Regions from separate parts of the Gossypium raimondii genome. Here region 1 is linked to region 2. A link is a contact called in public Hi-C data. All regions are on one chromosome and are shown on one strand. Each heading gives the region's core, a stretch centred on a gene start, on an enhancer-like site or on the middle of the called end of the contact. The rest is flanking DNA. Distances are from core to core; before and after follow the strand shown.

Region 1 (2,916 bases), core at 88-2,587, 140 kb after region 2:
CTTGGATTTAGAAACAACGAAATACGATCATATTGATTGACAATTAAAAAAAAACAATGCATCTGAATCATTATATGCAGAAATTAATCGATAATATGGAGGCCTTTTATACTGTACCGGATTGTATTTTGCCCTCTTTACTAAAAAAATAAATAAATTAGTATTTGCAAGATAAGATCAAAGAACAAACTGATCCTTTTGTTAAAAATCCCATTTATTTTTACTGATATAAACATGTCCATGTCCAACTGTATGAACTACCTATGACAAGTCAAGTGTAACTGTCCAATTATTTTTTAGTCATGTCAATTTTATAAATTCTTTTAAAAGAAAATTTGTTATTCGAACTAACATACTAATTTGTCATTTTTAAGTAAAAAAAATGCAATTGGACTGTAACATATTTTTACCAAATTAATTATTACAAAACACCAATCAAATCACTATAAGCTCTCAATGGCATAACCAGTGGATTCTTAACTAATTATAATTCTAGCAATATAATTCATGCCAAAAATGCTAGGAAGTCATATATGTGTGTATATGTATATATATATACAAAGGCATGGGGTTAAAAATCTTACTTGTCTATGATAAACAAAGTGGTATTTTCCGGTTCCTTGAATTTCAAATCCAGTTTTTTCAAGAACCCAAGCTTGTCTTCACCATTAAAGGCAATTGATACAGGTTTCTTCCCAAAACCCTTTATATCAGGGCTGCCAACATCTTTAAACTCCTTGGGTCCTCTGATATCCAGCAACTGAGCATTAGGATCCTCACCCAGCTTACCATACGCACTCCTCGCGGTTTCAATTCCCCATGGTTTAGAACCCTTCAACACCTGAGACAAGATCAATGGAACCGCCAAAGCAACGGCACCACCGGCTACCACCGTGGGGTTATCGGATATGAAATTGACGACACTATCAAGAACCCCATCGGAGGAAAAGCTAGTTGTCGTCTGCTGTAGTGCTTCGTCGTATGATAAAGCTTTAGCTAAAGTAGTGGGGAAGACTGAAGATAATACAACTATACCCCCATGTAGAGCCGCCGGTGGGGTCTTGATGAAAGCTGGTGGAGCTTTGGGCGGTGAAGCAAATGATGCTGATGATGATGGGAAATTTTTGGGTTTGTAAAGAACTGAGAGTAGCGTAAAGGGTGATGGGTGGAGGACCTTCATGGCATAATTTTATAGTTGTCAAAGATATGGTGGAAAAGCTTGAACCATGGACAAAAATGGAGGGTTTGTTGAGCTTTTTTTTTTTTTTTTGGTGAGCTTTGGGTGCTGGAAGGTACTGGAGTGGACTGAAATATGAGATCGATGCCATTTATTGCATGACACATTGGAAGTGAAATCAAAGGAGCTTTTTTGATCATGTCCTTTAGCTTGGACATTTTTGGTCTTTGATCCCATTTGTGTGGTTGACAATTCTCTTGTAGAGAAACTCAATAGTACATCTGCAATACATTGGATTTATTTTTTTACAACAGATGTTCGTACTGTTGCAACAATTGTACTAGTACATTAGTGAGGGTTTCAATGTCAATGTGAGATTTGTTAGGGGGACAAAAATGAAATTTCCGCATTTTAAACAACGAAAGAAACAAAAAAGGTTAATTTCTTCAGATGTGCTCAAACCATGACTCAAATTTTATATTGGTACTTAAATTTCAAAAACCATCTAATTAGGGTTCTCAATATTAATACCCCTCAAAACCTGTTGTCCACTTAGTCATTAGTTTGGTCGCTAAATGGCAACTTCAATATGACACGGAGCATATTGGTAAATTGCACTTTACTCCCTTTATTCAAAAAATGAATAAATTAATCCCTGTAAATTATATAAAAGAGCAAATTGATCTTTGTACATCAAAATAAAGTACATATGCTAACTAATTATTCTACCAATCACATTAGTTTTAATAGTAGAAATGGATGAAATTTTTAACAAAAATTACTAGTTTGCTCTTTAACCTAATATCTGAGTCCGATTTGTCTATTTTTAAGTAAAAGAGACAAAATACAATCCAACTTCTAATACAGAGACTTCCATAGTTCTTTTACCAAAGTATATCATAAACACTCGCGTAACTACACAGATGGCTTAAATTCAACATAATAAAAGAATAATTCTTCTGTTTTAAATTTGCTCTAAATCATATCCAAACCGCTAATTAATGCTTAAATTCTCTGCTAAGCTAACAAAAACATCTTATTAATATAATACTAAAACTTTGAAAATACAATTAAGACATTTTAAAATTTATGGACGAATTTAGAATTAAAACAGTAGTTTAGGAACATGATGCAATTAACCCAAAAAAACTCATGTATGTGCTGGTCATAGATTGATTATATATCGGTGTCTGATTTGTCCAGTTACGGTTCAAACAATTACAAGTGGACCCAAAGTTGAAAATAAGTCCAATAATCAGTCAATTTCGATGTTGAAGCTTTAAAACATTGTTTTATATCTGGATCTTTAAACCAAAAATCACACCTTCTGGCCCAGATAAGGAGAGAACGAAAGCTAACGAAAGGCCTTTTTCTTTAGGGATAAACTTGGCAACATATTCCAATTTAATTCCTGAATTTTTTTATCCATATTAGTCTCGAAATTTAACAACTTTTCTAATTTGACCCCTAAACTTAAATTCCATTAAAATATGATGACATAGCACTTTAAAATTATATCATGTCTTGAAAATTTTTTAAATTTTATATAAAATTTTAAAAATACAAAATTTTATTAAAATATTATCTTTTTTGAATCCAGTGATGAAATGACACTATCAAAATAACACATCACCATAACTTACTGGAATCCATGCTCCGGGACCAAATCAAAAAAGGCTGTTAAATTCCATGACTAATGTGGACCCAAAAAAAATTCAGAGATCAAAATGAAAAAAGTT
Region 2 (2,890 bases), core at 385-2,884:
TATAAGCTGTCGTTGTTCTTCTTCATCAGGAATTCCGTATAAACACCAGCCAATGCCGAAAGACAAGCAGACAAAATTCCTAACATGTATCCTTGAATCGGTGCTGAGAACAGGGAGTCACACGAAGCCTCTCCACATCCTTTGACCTTGATAAGACGGAAGGATATTTGAAAACTAAGTACTCCACTAAATTGTTGACATAAAAGCGTTCGCACAAAAACAAAACAAGAAATTTTAAAATTTTCTAGGAGATAGACCGCTTCAAGGGCATATATTATCGGTCCTAACGAGATACAACAGTTTCCTACAAAGAGATATTTCATTTTTAACTAGTTTTCGCTTCTCGCCTTCCCATCCCGAAAATTCTCCAACAATATACAAAGCATTTTATTCACTTAACTCACTGCAAAGAAGACCATCATATTAACTAGTTCTTCCAACTTCTTTCTCATTCAATTTCTCTATAGTTATTCCAAATCTAGCAAAACCATTGCTTGATTTCTCATTTCTCACATGGGATTCAAGTTTTAACAAATCAAAATACATTACAGGCTAATTTTCCAACACTTGAGAAATATCAATCCCAAATCAAAGTGTAACTAGTCTTCCAGTGCAATTATCATTCATAACATCTTAACCAGCCACAAACTTGCATCGATAACCGCTGCAGCGCAAATCACAGTGCGAAAAACATAAACAGTTAGTTTTGAATCCGGAGTATACCTGACTTGTCGTTGTTCCAACAGCCAATAGAACAATCGCCATCCATTGTAGATTTGAAAGCTTCTTCTTAAGAAACAACCTAAAAAATCACGAAACAACAACAACATCAATGAGCAACCCCAGTTTTGTACATTAAAAAAAAAGTTCCAAAATACAGAAATTAATAGTAAGCACACACCTGAACAAAATCCCAGTAGTGACAATCTTCAAATTACCCATTATCTGATACGTCGATGTATCAACATACATAAGAGTAGCAAACTGTACATTATTATGGATCAAGTAAATAACTGAAGGAATAGGAAACAATCTAACACTCTTCCAATCCGTTGTCATTTTCGGCGGCGGCGATTTCTTTCGTTCTCTCCATAGAAAAACACTTGATACGATAAGCTTTAAAAAAAACAAATCTATATTTAAAAAAAATAACAAGCCATCTTTAGATCTAAATTAAGAAAATTCAAGTGAAATTTTTAAGGAAAAAAAGTTACCTTAAAGACCTCAGCAAGGAAAGGGATGGTGGCGTAATCGTATTTATATTTGCCATTGGTCTGTGATAGAGTTGTTAATATCCCCTGCAAAATGTAAAAGATGAATGTATAGATCTGATCGTAATTTTATAGAGTGGGATAAGCAAAATGAAAAAAAAAAAGGGGGGGGGGGAATTAGGGTTTGAGGTTTACTAAAAACCTGAGAACTGGTGAGGATGGTGAGAAGAGAAGCTACTAAGTACCACTTCATTATCTTTTTTTTCTAAAACAGTGAGAGGGAAGCAGTTGAACCAGTGTCAGTGAGTTGACGAGGGAGAAAGAATAGAGAGAGACGGGATCGTTCGAGCTACTCAGTGATCCAACTGATACAAGGTCAGAACGCCGTCGTTCCTCCTGTGGTGTTTAATTTCTGTTAGCTGTCGAACTCGATTTGATTAATCAACGTCCGAACTCAGTTAAACTTGATTTAGTCATAAAAAATTAATAATCAAATCATTTAACTAAAATCTAAAAGTATTTAAACTCAAAACAACTCAAAATGGTAAATTGAATTAAATTTAAATCTCCAGTTTCTAAATTTAAAATCATGGAATAATCCAAAAATTTTAAAAACTGATTTAATGTATCAATTTGGTAAAAAATTTCTTTAGTCCTTTCTAATTTCGACTTTGAGTAGAACAGTCCGTATTAAAAAAATTAAAGTAATCCATAATATAATAATTTGAATTGATATAATTAAAATTTTAATTTTCAATATTTATATATTTTATTATTTTTATCTTTATTTTAAAAATTCGAGAAATTTAATCTCAATATCTATACATTTATAGGTAATTTTGTTAATTAACATCAAATTGATAAATTGATAAAGGATATTAACTAATTTAAACAATTTTGAAATTAAAAACATTAACATTTTAAAATTAATTTACTCAATTTCGAATAAAAATATTTTTACCTATTAATCTAAAAATTTACTTTCTGCGAGAGATTAAAATACCTCATTTGTCTTTTTCGTTTGACATAATATTTCTACTAGATTTCATCGAATCCACAGTGAAAATGAGAAAGAATGGTAACAAATTTACATTTTAAAATTATTGAATAAGTGTTGGATCATATCTATGGTATGAAATTAAATTATTTTGGTTAAAATAATAAATAATGTACTATTAATTTAATCGGTAATTTCATAGATAATGGAATTGGAACTCGTAAAAACAAAACCATGGATAATAACATCCTTGAGTGTAATCATATCAAGCAGAGTCCAAACTTTGAAATTCAAGATTCTATAACTCAAAACATCAATTTCTATACTCTCGTTCAGCTCATAATCGAGCTAATTCATTCCTAATTAACCTTTTTATATAATAAGAAAAGATGTAATTTCATAATATAAAAAAATATATTAAAGTAAAAAAACCTCGATTAAACTCGCAAGACATTTGAATATTGCAGTGCTCGAATTCAGCCTAAGCTCGGCTCGATAATTACAAACAAATGGTTATTCGCATTGTTCCTTCATCCTTATTGGCACAACACGTGAATAAGTACAGTGTTTACATAGGAAACATTTGAAGCCATTATAAGACATTATACAGGCAGGCAGTGTCACGAGCCGAGACTCGGTCTCAGTCCGAGTCGGTGCAGCTCTCTGTGTACAAGTTTCTAAA

What was found. A called contact is a pair of places that touch in the nucleus more often than the background predicts.
Region 1: a Hi-C map of leaf shows a contact between it and region 2, with 2.0 times the contacts expected there. The contact joins the promoter of LOC105763896 here to the promoter of LOC105763890 in region 2. A contact is called at or near these places in 2 of 2 Hi-C or Micro-C datasets (both in leaf).

What each region holds. Positions count from the first base shown.
Region 1 is chr12:36,753,170-36,756,085 of ASM2569854v1, forward strand. It overlaps LOC105763896 (rhodanese-like domain-containing protein 4, chloroplastic), which reads right to left and starts at 1,338. Exons shown (of 8, transcript XM_012582295.2): 1 at 585-1,338. The coding sequence starts at 1,180.
Region 2 is chr12:36,613,331-36,616,220 of ASM2569854v1, forward strand. It overlaps LOC105763890 (CMP-sialic acid transporter 1), which reads right to left and starts at 1,635. Exons shown (of 8, transcript XM_012582287.2): 1 at 1,414-1,635; 2 at 1,215-1,298; 3 at 902-1,116; 4 at 724-802; 5 at 1-146. The coding sequence starts at 1,464. LOC105763891 (mitochondrial adenine nucleotide transporter ADNT1) reads right to left here. Exons shown (of 8, transcript XM_012582289.2): 8 at 2,646-2,890.